Linked DNA regions of Pungitius pungitius: region 2 is linked to region 1. The links are chromatin contacts, called in public Hi-C maps. All regions are on one chromosome and are shown on one strand. The core of a region is the stretch at or near the end of the contact, and the rest is flanking DNA. Distances in the headings are between cores, read along the strand shown. Region 1 holds the start of flvcr1 (FLVCR choline and heme transporter 1). Region 2 holds the start of LOC119194821 (cysteine-rich protein 2-like).

Region 1 (4,897 bases), core at 1,242-3,741:
CAAACCAAGTTGAGATAAGAACCAAGGTTAAAGTCGAGGTAACAGAGTTCCTTTGTTCAAGACTGTCCTCCTTTACACAGCTGCAAAAGAATCTCCCTTTTCTTCTCACATTAATACACATTCATACTTCAATACAGACAATAATCACTCTTTGAGCATAAGACTATGTAACATATTTACCATTATACACACACACACACACACACACACACACACACACACACACACACCGCTGCACCCTCTCCGTTCTTACAGAATTAAACAGGCTCATGAAACACAGATCCATACTTTGATATAAAGCAGGTTTAACTGGTTAAACCTCCAAACCACCCCCCCCCCCCCCCCCCACACACACACACACAGACACACACACATACACAGTCACACCCTGTTTATCACTTGGATTTAAAGTGGAAGTAGGAGAGCAATATGTTGTTGTAAGGTGATCTTTAATCTGTTTGTTAATACACTTTGTGACAAAAGACAACCGACACATCTGTGATGTCTCCGCACAGAGAGACCAGCTGGTCCAGCAGCTCCCTCCGGACCACATCTGCGTGGGCTCCGCCAGCCTCGACACAGCTGGATCTCCTCTGCAGATGTTTCCCTTCTCTTTGCTCTCGGGAACGAGCCCCTTAGTCCTGATCCTCTGGTGAACGAGTCTCACATTTGGAAGATAACACACTTGTTTATTTCATTTTATTAGAGGCAGACGGACACATCTACAAATGAGGTGGATACTTGTAGTTCTCCTCTTATGAAGAGATATTATATTGTGATGTATTCTGGCCCGTAATCGTTGGAGTTCCTTCAGGTCCAGATGTTACACCAGATGTGACTGATCTGCAGAAGAATAACCAGGCATTATATACACATAAAGAAATAATAACTTCAAATTTCTGTTCAATGAAGGCTTTAAACACACATGGCTTCACATGATACGAAGCTCCCTGGATTCATTTTAAATGGTGTTTCTAACATCCTCCTTACGGCTCTCTTCGAAGTGCCTTCTCTCCGGGAGGCGGGCGGCGGGCGGCCGCTCCTCGCGGGCCGAACCGCGCTGCGGCCCGCCGGTCAGGGCGGTGAGGAGGACCGGGTTGGTGCGCAGGTGAGCCCGGTAGTGTCTCCTCTCGGTCCTCTCCCAGCAGCGCCGGGGGTTCACCTCCACCTGACACCACGTCTCCCTGCGGAGGTTCAGCTCCAGGAGAGCCGGCTCCTCAGCTGCAGACATGTGGGTCTAATTTGTGGCTGTCTATTGTTTGTTTTTTGTTTTATTGTCCCGCTGTAAATTATCGACGGTGGCGTCGGTTTGTGAGGCTGCCGTTTCCATGACAACTGAGAAACCTGAAGAAGAAGCGCGCCCCAAAGATCTTTTATACTTGAAGCGATGAGTTACTGTGAGAGTTTAGAACATCATTTAAAATCCTGGACAATCTTCTCCGATGTTCCTTTTTCGATACAGACCAGGAGGACGTAGACATGTGATGTATTGTCTCCTGTTGTCTGAAGGACAGCTATCTGCTGATGGTGGTACTCTGAAACAGAGACAGAGTGAGACCTCCTCGCTCAGAGCTCATCTGATGAATTATTCACAGCCTGAATCATAACTCGCTTTGGATATAAACGTTCTCATTCATTTTTATTTGGGACATATTAATAAATATAATAAAGCTGAAACATTTGGGGTTTGCTTTCATTTAAAAATCATTGCTTAAACCATTACAGGGAGTTTCCTGGGATTCCCCTTTGGAGTCACACTGGGTCAAACGCTGATTAGGATTAGAGGTAAAGAGCTGAGCACGTGGTCAGTTAGGCCCGAGCAGCCGGGGGTCATATTCTTTCATTCATTTCTTCTCAAATTTAGATTTAGTTTTCCTATTTCTTTCTTTTGTTGCCTTCATTTGCATATTTGAACACACACAGATTTTATTACATCTATTATCATATTTCACCCTTTTAGAACAGACAGGATCTCGACCTGAGATGAAACATATATTTAATTTGTTTATTAAGGACTAAAATGGCGACATTTTATTATAATCACGTAAATGCTTAGTTGTAACAATGCCTTTCTAATTCCTATTTTCTCATTCTAATTCTTATTTTGTGTGGTAAAAGTGCAACGGCTCTGTAAGAAAGAGAAGGATATAAATTATATATATAAATAAAACCCCCGTGAAGCAACACAAAGCACCAGAGCGAGCTGCTCTTCTATTGGCTCATCCGCAACTCGCGCGACATCCTGGCTACACAAAAGAGAGAGAGACAGAGAGACAGAGAGAGAGAGAGAGAGAGAGAGGGGGAGAGAGAGAGAGAGAGAGAGAGAGAGAGAGAGAGAGGGGGGGGGGGCAGTAAGAGAATGAGACAGAGACACAGCGGATGTCTCCTTTAAAGTCCCCGTGTGTCTTAACGTGTTTCTCTCTGAGTCGTTTCTCTCTGAAGCATCGTCGCTGTGCTTCGTGCTCGCTTCCTGCCTCTCTCGGGAGGGGGGGGGGGAGGAGGCGTGAACACCGGCATCATGGTCCCCGGTTTGCTCGCGCAGGAACATGTGCGCGCGGACACCGGCGGACTCGACGACGTCGCGGGGGGCCGGAAGACCCCGGAGCCGGGGGGAGCGTCCGATCCGACGTACGCGGCGGCGCCGACGGGCGGGGCCGGGGAGGCGGAGGCCGAGCGGGAGAAGGAGCTGCCGCCGGATGAGAGCGAGGCGATGCTGCCCCGCGCGGGAGGAGCGGAGCCGGAGACCGGGCTGTCCCGGCGCCGCTTCGCCGTGCTGGCGGTGTTCAGCCTGTCGTCGCTGGTCAACGCCTTCCAGTGGATCCAGTACGGCATCATCGCCAACGTGTTCGCGCGCTTCTACGGCGTGACCAACGACAAGGTGGACTGGCTGTCCATCGTCTACATGGCGGTCTACGTGCCGCTCATCTTCCCGGCCACCTGGCTGCTGGACCGCAGGGGGCTGCGGCTCACGGCCCTGCTGGGCGCCGGACTCAACTGCGCAGGCGCGTGGCTGAAGTGCGCGAGCGCCGGGCCCGCGCGGTTCGCGGTGACCGTGGGCGCGCAGGTGATCTGCTCCGTGGCGCAGGTGTTCATCCTCGGCCTGCCCTCGCGCATCGCCTCGGTGTGGTTCGGCCCCCGCGAGGTCTCCACCGCGTGCGCCACGGCCGTGCTGGGCAACCAGGTGTGTGTGTGTGTGTGTGTGTGCACGACGTAATTTGTGTGTTTAATATTGTGGTGCTTTGGATTACTTTGATGCGCAACTATGTTTTAAAACGCTTTTGATGGCGGTTATTTCTTTTAACTACGTTTAAAGTACAGCATGACATTTGAGGAAGAGAGATGCAGTGTGTGGAGGAAATAAATAGTTAATGAAATATAATGGAACCGAACAGTAGTTGATACCCCCCCCCCCCTCCCTCCCCCTTCAGTTAGGAACAGCCATTGGCTTCCTGTTGCCCCCGGTGTTGGTTCCCAACACGCCCGACAACATCGAACTCACGGGCCACAACATCAGCGTCATGTTCTACGGCACCGCCGCCGTCTCCACCGCCCTGTTCATCCTCACCGTGATCGGTACACACACACACACGCACACACACACACACACCTACGTAACAATACGTTGCATTACACCTGTACTCTGGTTGGAATGAATGACGTGCACCTGAATGCCTCCTCCCCCTTGTGTCCCACAGTGATCAAGGACCGCCCTCTGCTCCCCCCCAGCCACGCCCAGGCCGTCCTGCCCAGCTCCCCCGCTGAGGATTACTCCTACAAGCGCTCCATCGTCAACCTGATGAGGAACAAGGCGTTCGTGCTGCTGCTAGTGAGCTACGGTCAGTGTGTGTGTGTGTGTGAGTGTGTGTGTGTGTCATGCACTCTCACCCCGTCGCTCAGCAACAGCCAATCAGGGGGGCCGGACACGGGACCAGTGGACATCAAATAATAAACGATGCCAGTGGTATGAGGGGTGACCTCAGTGGGACCTTTGTGCTTGCAGGCATCATGACGGGTTCCTTCTACTCCGTCTCCACCCTCCTCAACCAGATGATCATGGACTGCTACAAGGTACATAAACACCCATAGTCCACCTGCGACGTCACCTTCGGTCCAGAGAGAGGTGTTAGAAGCTGTTTCACGCATGCCTGCTGCCCATCGCTACACACACACACACACAGACACACACACACACACACACACACACACACACACACAGTCAACGACAGAGAAACACGGAGCCTCTTTCTCACGCTGACAGATGGACAGAAAGGCTGATTCAGTTTCTGCTTATCTAAGCAATACCCACAATCCCTGCTACACACACACACACACACACACACACACACACACACACACGCTTAGAGATGTTCACCTTTGCATGAACTTCTAAAACTCTCAGGCGACTTAAGAGCCCTCTCCCAGCAGAAACACTGCAAATCCCTAAACCCCAACTTGTGACTGTCTCATGGTCCACCTGGATCTGTCCTCCACGTGTCCTCTGTCCTCAGGACCAGGACCAGGAGCTGAACGCGGGGAGGATCGGCCTGACGCTGGTGGTGGCCGGAATGGTCGGCTCCATCCTGTGCGGCGTGTGGCTGGACCACACCAAGATGTACAAGTAGGTCACACACACACACACACACACACACAGAGAGACAACACATGGACGAAGCCGTGTCTAGAGAGAGGATGCAGCTTCAGGACTTTTGGCCCAGTTGTGTAGGAGTCGATTAAGATGCTTTTGTGAGATCAATAGAGGTGACGCCCAAGTTGAAGGACTTAAGTACGCCCCCCCCCACCCCCCCCCCCCCCAGACATGGTTGTTTCATTACAGGAATTTTAACTAATCCAGCGCCGTAGTTATTATCAAGAAGATGAAAGAATGAGGGTTTCTTTC
Region 2 (5,335 bases), core at 479-2,978, 220 kb after region 1:
GTGTCCTCTACTCGTCTCTCTGTGTCCTCTACTCGTCTCTCTGTGTCCTCTACTCGTCTCTCTGCGTCTCTCGTCTCTCGTCTCTCTGCGTCTTTTACTCGTCTCTCTGCGTCTCTCGTCTCTCTGCGTCTTCCGTCTTAAAGATAAACCTTGAATCTATTTCCTCTTGATAATAAAGTGCGTCAGTTGTTGCTCAACTTAAAGTCAAACATCTCTGCATTCAGTTATCTGATCTGATGCAGCAACACACAAACTGCACTAATCTCTTAAGTTCACCCTGAGTTCTTTCCCATGATGCACTTCTGTTGCCGACATACAAGCCGACCAACAAGGGCCCGATAAATGAATTGAGGAAGTCAAAGGTGTGTCTGTTGACTTTAACCAAACCATATGTGGTCAAATGAGTCTCAAAATGATTCAATCCACACAGAATCACAAATGTATTCAGATCGGACCCTCTAGAGCCAACATGCTTTAAAATATTTAAATATTTCCAACTTCTATTTTGAAAGACTTTAAAACACCTCACAAGACATTCATGAGTAGAAGAAGGGTCATTTTATTAGTGGTTATAATGCAGGAAATGCTGTAACTGAATGGATTAAGAAACAAAGCTCACTAAAAGGAAGTGAGAGTGAGGAAGTTTAAACACTATCAGGAAAAAACCCACAGGCCTCATTTAAAATCATCCACGTGATGAGAAAGTCACAGGAAGGCACAACGTGGGATGCAGATGTGAGTCTTGTCAGGACTTCCCGTCCTCGGGGACGTCTGGGACAAAGCTCTGCAGAGGCTTGGTCCGCTTGTGGTTATTTTAGGATGAGTGCGTTCCCAGCCCCCAGATGGCCGAAGCCCAGGGGCGCCACGCTGACTCTGTTCATGTGTTCATCCCCTCGCCTTTCAGAAGGTCTTAAGGAGTGACACTTGGATTAGACTCCATAAACACAGAATCAGCTCAACCTGATCTGCACTGATGCTTGATGTTTATTTTAGTGACGTGAATGTTTAAATGTAGCTGCTTTTCCATCACAAAAAAGCACCAATTGGCTTGTGAACCACGACCTGACTGAAAACAATGTTTAGTTTGGTTAAACACTGGGAAAAGGGGAAATATGTAGAAGTTATTTCTGGAGGTCTACACTGACAAAATTGCATTTTTTTTTAATATGAAAAATTGAACTGATATTTAAATTTGCAGTGATTTGTTCTGGTAAAGTCCAGACAAAGGGCCTCCTCCTCGTATCTGGGAGCCAGGAATGTGCAGAGCAGCTCTCCTGGGAGCTGCAGAGCATCACTTAACATTCAGCGTCGCCTAGCAACCACACCAGGACACAAACACAGCCGCTGACACGGATGGATTGGGGGCTTGTATTTAGGATGAAACACCTGACCCACGATCACAGCGCATCATGTGGATCTGCTGCGTTCCACAAAGTCCATATTAGTCCCTTCTTATTATAACATGTCTTCATGGTTCTGATCTTGTGTTGGATTGGACTTGGACAATAACGCAATGTTTCTTACCTGTGCATTTATAAGGAATTACACCATCATAATAGTGATAATAATAAGAATACAAAAGATCAATAAGGTGTTTTCTTTTCTGTGTATTTATTCGCCAGGAAAGAAAACAACTTATTTATCCAGAGCAAGACAAGACTCTCGTTGGAGCGCATTAGACACCGCGCTTGAGGAAAGGCGTGACGTCATCGTGGGGGCGGGGCGAGTGGCGGGCGAGCCAACGGGAGGCTGCGAGCGGCGGTACTCTGCCTCCATCACCATCCTCCGAGGAGACGGCCACACACGGACGGAAAAGGACTCTTTTGTCTTCGTTCACGCGGAACATGGCGTCAAAATGTCCCAAATGCGACAAGACGGTTTATTTCGGTGAGTCTCCTCCATCCGGTCGCGAGCTTCTTTGCGTGGATCCGCGGGCTTCGACGCAGCGCGCTCGTTATCAGGGAGACGTGTTATCAAGCAGGGATGGAGCCGATAGAAAAGGGTCTAAGAATTATCGTAGTCACGTGAGTAGCGTGAGTGACGTAATGCAAACCCTCGCTGAAAGCAGGACGTGAGCGGGTTTGTGGTGCAGGGGGGCTTTATGGAGAAAGAGAATATGGTGACGTCACACCCAAATCTACTGAAGAATTCAAAGGGATAAGTTATTAATATGTGGATAAAAACTACAATGTGTGACGTCATCATATTAGATTAAATACAATCTTATGAGCAATAATTTAAATACAGTACTAAGAACTATTTGAAAGTACTTTTCCTGTTGTGTGACGCTGCAGCTGCTCTGTGTCCATTGGACTGTAAAGATGAGTTAAAACAAGGACCAAACATCCCATTTTATAACCTGTTTGTTGTAATGACGTGACGGCTGCGCTGCCTCGATCCGCCTCAAAAATGTCCCAGAATGCCTCAGCTGGTGAGCCTCAGACTGACTGATGGGCTATAAATGCTTCACTATCTTCAGATAAGAGCCGGCCTCCTGTGTTAGTCGACAGCTCCTGACAAATGACCAGCTTTAAATGACCAGTTCTTCCCCCCAGGCAGGAGGGTTCAGAGCCCAAATATCGGGTCGCAGCCTCTCCTTAATTTGCAGCTTCACACCACATGGCGTTGTAAATAATTTACCCGTCGCTCACGCGTGGATCGATTTTCTCTTTGTTCCGTCATCATCTTTCTTCTGAAGGAGCAATAACCTGCAGCTCCTCTCCTCCTTCTGGGTTAAAGATGCTCAAATAGGTTTCCTCTGGCCTGTGTTGCTGCACAGGGAATTTATTGTGGTGGAGAAGGGTTTTACACACTTCTTTAAGCTCAGCTCATTGTTCTAATTCTGTAATTTAAGCTCCCAGGTTTTCAGTATCTATCAAGTTGTTTTTGTGACATTAATTAAAGCAAAAGCCATCTACGGAAAATGGGAAAAACAAAAGATGAATTACAAGATTTACCAGCATTTCCTTAGCTAGAAGCTAACAGCGCTAACTGTTTTAACATGAGTGGGAAACGGAGGGGAGCTGGGGGGGGGGGGCTACGTTTCCGTGACGACGCCGTCTCTAGACGAGGTATGAGAGAAGTGCACAGCTGTGAGGTCACTACGCTCACGTGCACGAACATGCACTAAAATGTCACGGTCTTTACAGTTTATAGGTAATGTCCTCATAGAGACACACACACACACACACACACACACACACACACTCGTCTTCTGTCATGAAAGCAACCAGCTCGCTGTGTGCAGAGCGACTGATTGTCACACATCGCCCGGTGAGTCTGAACAGGAAGTGTCACGTGGTATCAGTGTCTCTGTGGGACATTCTGGTCCCTCTGTTGAAGCTGTGAGTGTATTTACAGCAGCTGAGGCCCTTTATCTCTGGAGCAAAGGTCCCGGTCCGTGTTGAGAATGACGGAGTGTCCATGGCACCATGTGAGGATGGGCTTCTGTCTTCATCACGTATTCTGCTCCTGGAGGAGCTGGATGTCTGATGAACGCCAGCATGTGACTCGGTGCTGAAGCCCTCGTGTTCTTCCTCCACAGCGGAGAAGGTGTCGTCTTTGGGGAAAGACTGGCACAAGTTCTGTCTGAAGTGTGAACGCTGCAACAAGACGCTGAACCCAGGAGGCCACGCCGAGGTGAGAGGAGATCAACGAGGTCCACACGTGGGACCTTTAACAGTTGGTGGCACCGACAATTCTTTCTAATCAGAACTTTATTCAGAGTCTGACCACATCATGGAAAGGACCTCCGTGCTGGATCCTGTCTTTCTGTTGCTCAAGCAGAAGTCTCCTTCTAAGTTCTGGCAACAGGTGACTTGGCCAAGAGGTGAAATGACCAAATCTGCCTTCTCTAGACCTACATTTAGTAGCTGTAGATGAGTAGCTGCTGCCACCTAGTGGACAGTCCGGCTTGGCTGGTTGTGGTTGAGATGAAGTTACCAGGAGAAAACAAGCTGATCTGACTAGAAGCTGAATTCCTCCTTGAAGAACCTTCTTCCTAAAAGTCTTTACTCATAAGGAAAAGAGTTTGTCTGCATGAGGCTTTTATTCATTTGACAGTAAAACTATTGTCAGTGAAAGTACTGAATCCACAGCAGCAACAGAACTGATTTGTTCTTTGAATGAAGAGAAGATCACGTGAGCAGGAAGTTGACGGTTCTCTTGTGGTCATGGACAGTAGACACTCTACAACCTTCTGACCACCAGAACGTGACTGAACAGCTCCGACCACGAGGAGACCACACACTTCCCCTCGAGGCCTCGCTCTCTAAGGTCACAGGTTTCGGCCCCAGTTTGAGGATCCAACCACATCTGAATCATGTTAATCACCTTTGGTTCTTCAGTAATACCTTCAGGCGCTGAGCGTAGCACCGTAACAGTGTGAATGAAGATATGAGGTAAAACAGGCCGGTGGTGTCAGCGGTTCAGTATCAGAGAGCAGACGGGTCCTGTAAACATCTGTGAATTAGTCCTCGTTGGTTTCATATCTGGCATCACGACAGACTCCAAACAGACCAAACACGACGAGGGTGGACAGACTAAACCTTTCCACTGGTGAGAAGCTGTCTGCTCTGTGTCTCGCAGCACGACGGGACGCCGTACTGCCACAAGCCCTGCTACGCCGCCCTCTTCGGCCCCAAAGGTGACGCTTCTCCTTCTTTTCGGCTCAAACCCCCCAAAAAATATCCAAATATAACTTTTCTCTGAACTCTGCATTTTTAAAAACCTTTTTCATTTGAATGGTTTCGTTTCCCCACAGGCGTGAACATCGGCGGAGCCGGCTCCTACGTGTACGACGACCCCGCTGCCAACGAAGCCCCCGCCGCTGTTTCCATGGAGACGGACGGCAAGCCGGTGGAGGGGAAAAAAGGCCCCGCCCGGGGGCCGGTGAAGGGTGAGGGATGATGGAACTAAACAGAGGGATGCAAACAGGCCGATGGTGTTTGTTGGTAAATAAGAATAAGGCATTGCTCTGTTTCAACGTGACTCCCTCAGCTGCCAGCTTCTCCTCGTTCTCCGGAGGACCCAACATCTGCCCCAGATGCAACAAGACGGTTTATTTCGGTAAGCAGACCGATGATGGAATGTGTCTCTGGCTGGTTTCCACGGTAACGTTCTCCCCATCCTGTGTGTGCGTGTGCAGCTGAGAAGGTGTCGTCTCTGGGGAAGAACTGGCACCGGCCCTGCCTGCGCTGCGAGCGGTGCAGCAAGACTCTGGCTGCCGGCAGCCACGCGGAGGTGAGCGAATCAAACACCACGTCCCAGCCGGCGCTCCGGAGGGCCTCCGTGCTTGTTCCATCCAGGGGGGGTGGCAGCTTCAAAGGGATTTTCT

The links. Hi-C and Micro-C count contacts between places; a contact is called where the count stands out from the background.
Region 2: a contact with region 1 is called in a Hi-C map of muscle, with 6 times the contacts expected there. The contact joins the promoter of LOC119194821 here to the promoter of flvcr1 in region 1. A contact is called at or near these places in 2 of 2 Hi-C or Micro-C datasets (both in muscle).

Annotation. Positions count from the first base shown.
Region 1 is chr20:1,225,988-1,230,884 of fPunPun2.1, forward strand. flvcr1 (FLVCR choline and heme transporter 1) reads left to right here and starts at 2,492. Exons shown (of 11, transcript XM_062559696.1): 1 at 2,492-3,181; 2 at 3,429-3,573; 3 at 3,696-3,836; 4 at 4,001-4,068; 5 at 4,509-4,618. The coding sequence starts at 2,519. LOC119195210 (spermatogenesis-associated protein 45-like) reads right to left here and starts at 2,489. Exons shown (of 2, transcript XM_037449964.2): 1 at 991-2,489; 2 at 431-843. The coding sequence starts at 1,231. The coding sequence ends at 824.
Region 2 is chr20:1,443,916-1,449,250 of fPunPun2.1, forward strand. LOC119194821 (cysteine-rich protein 2-like) reads left to right here and starts at 1,729. Exons shown (of 8, transcript XM_037449234.2): 1 at 1,729-1,887; 2 at 3,545-3,639; 3 at 4,588-4,645; 4 at 4,763-4,897; 5 at 4,999-5,067; 6 at 5,147-5,241. The coding sequence starts at 1,845. The region is part of intron 5 of LOC119194987; the gene reads right to left.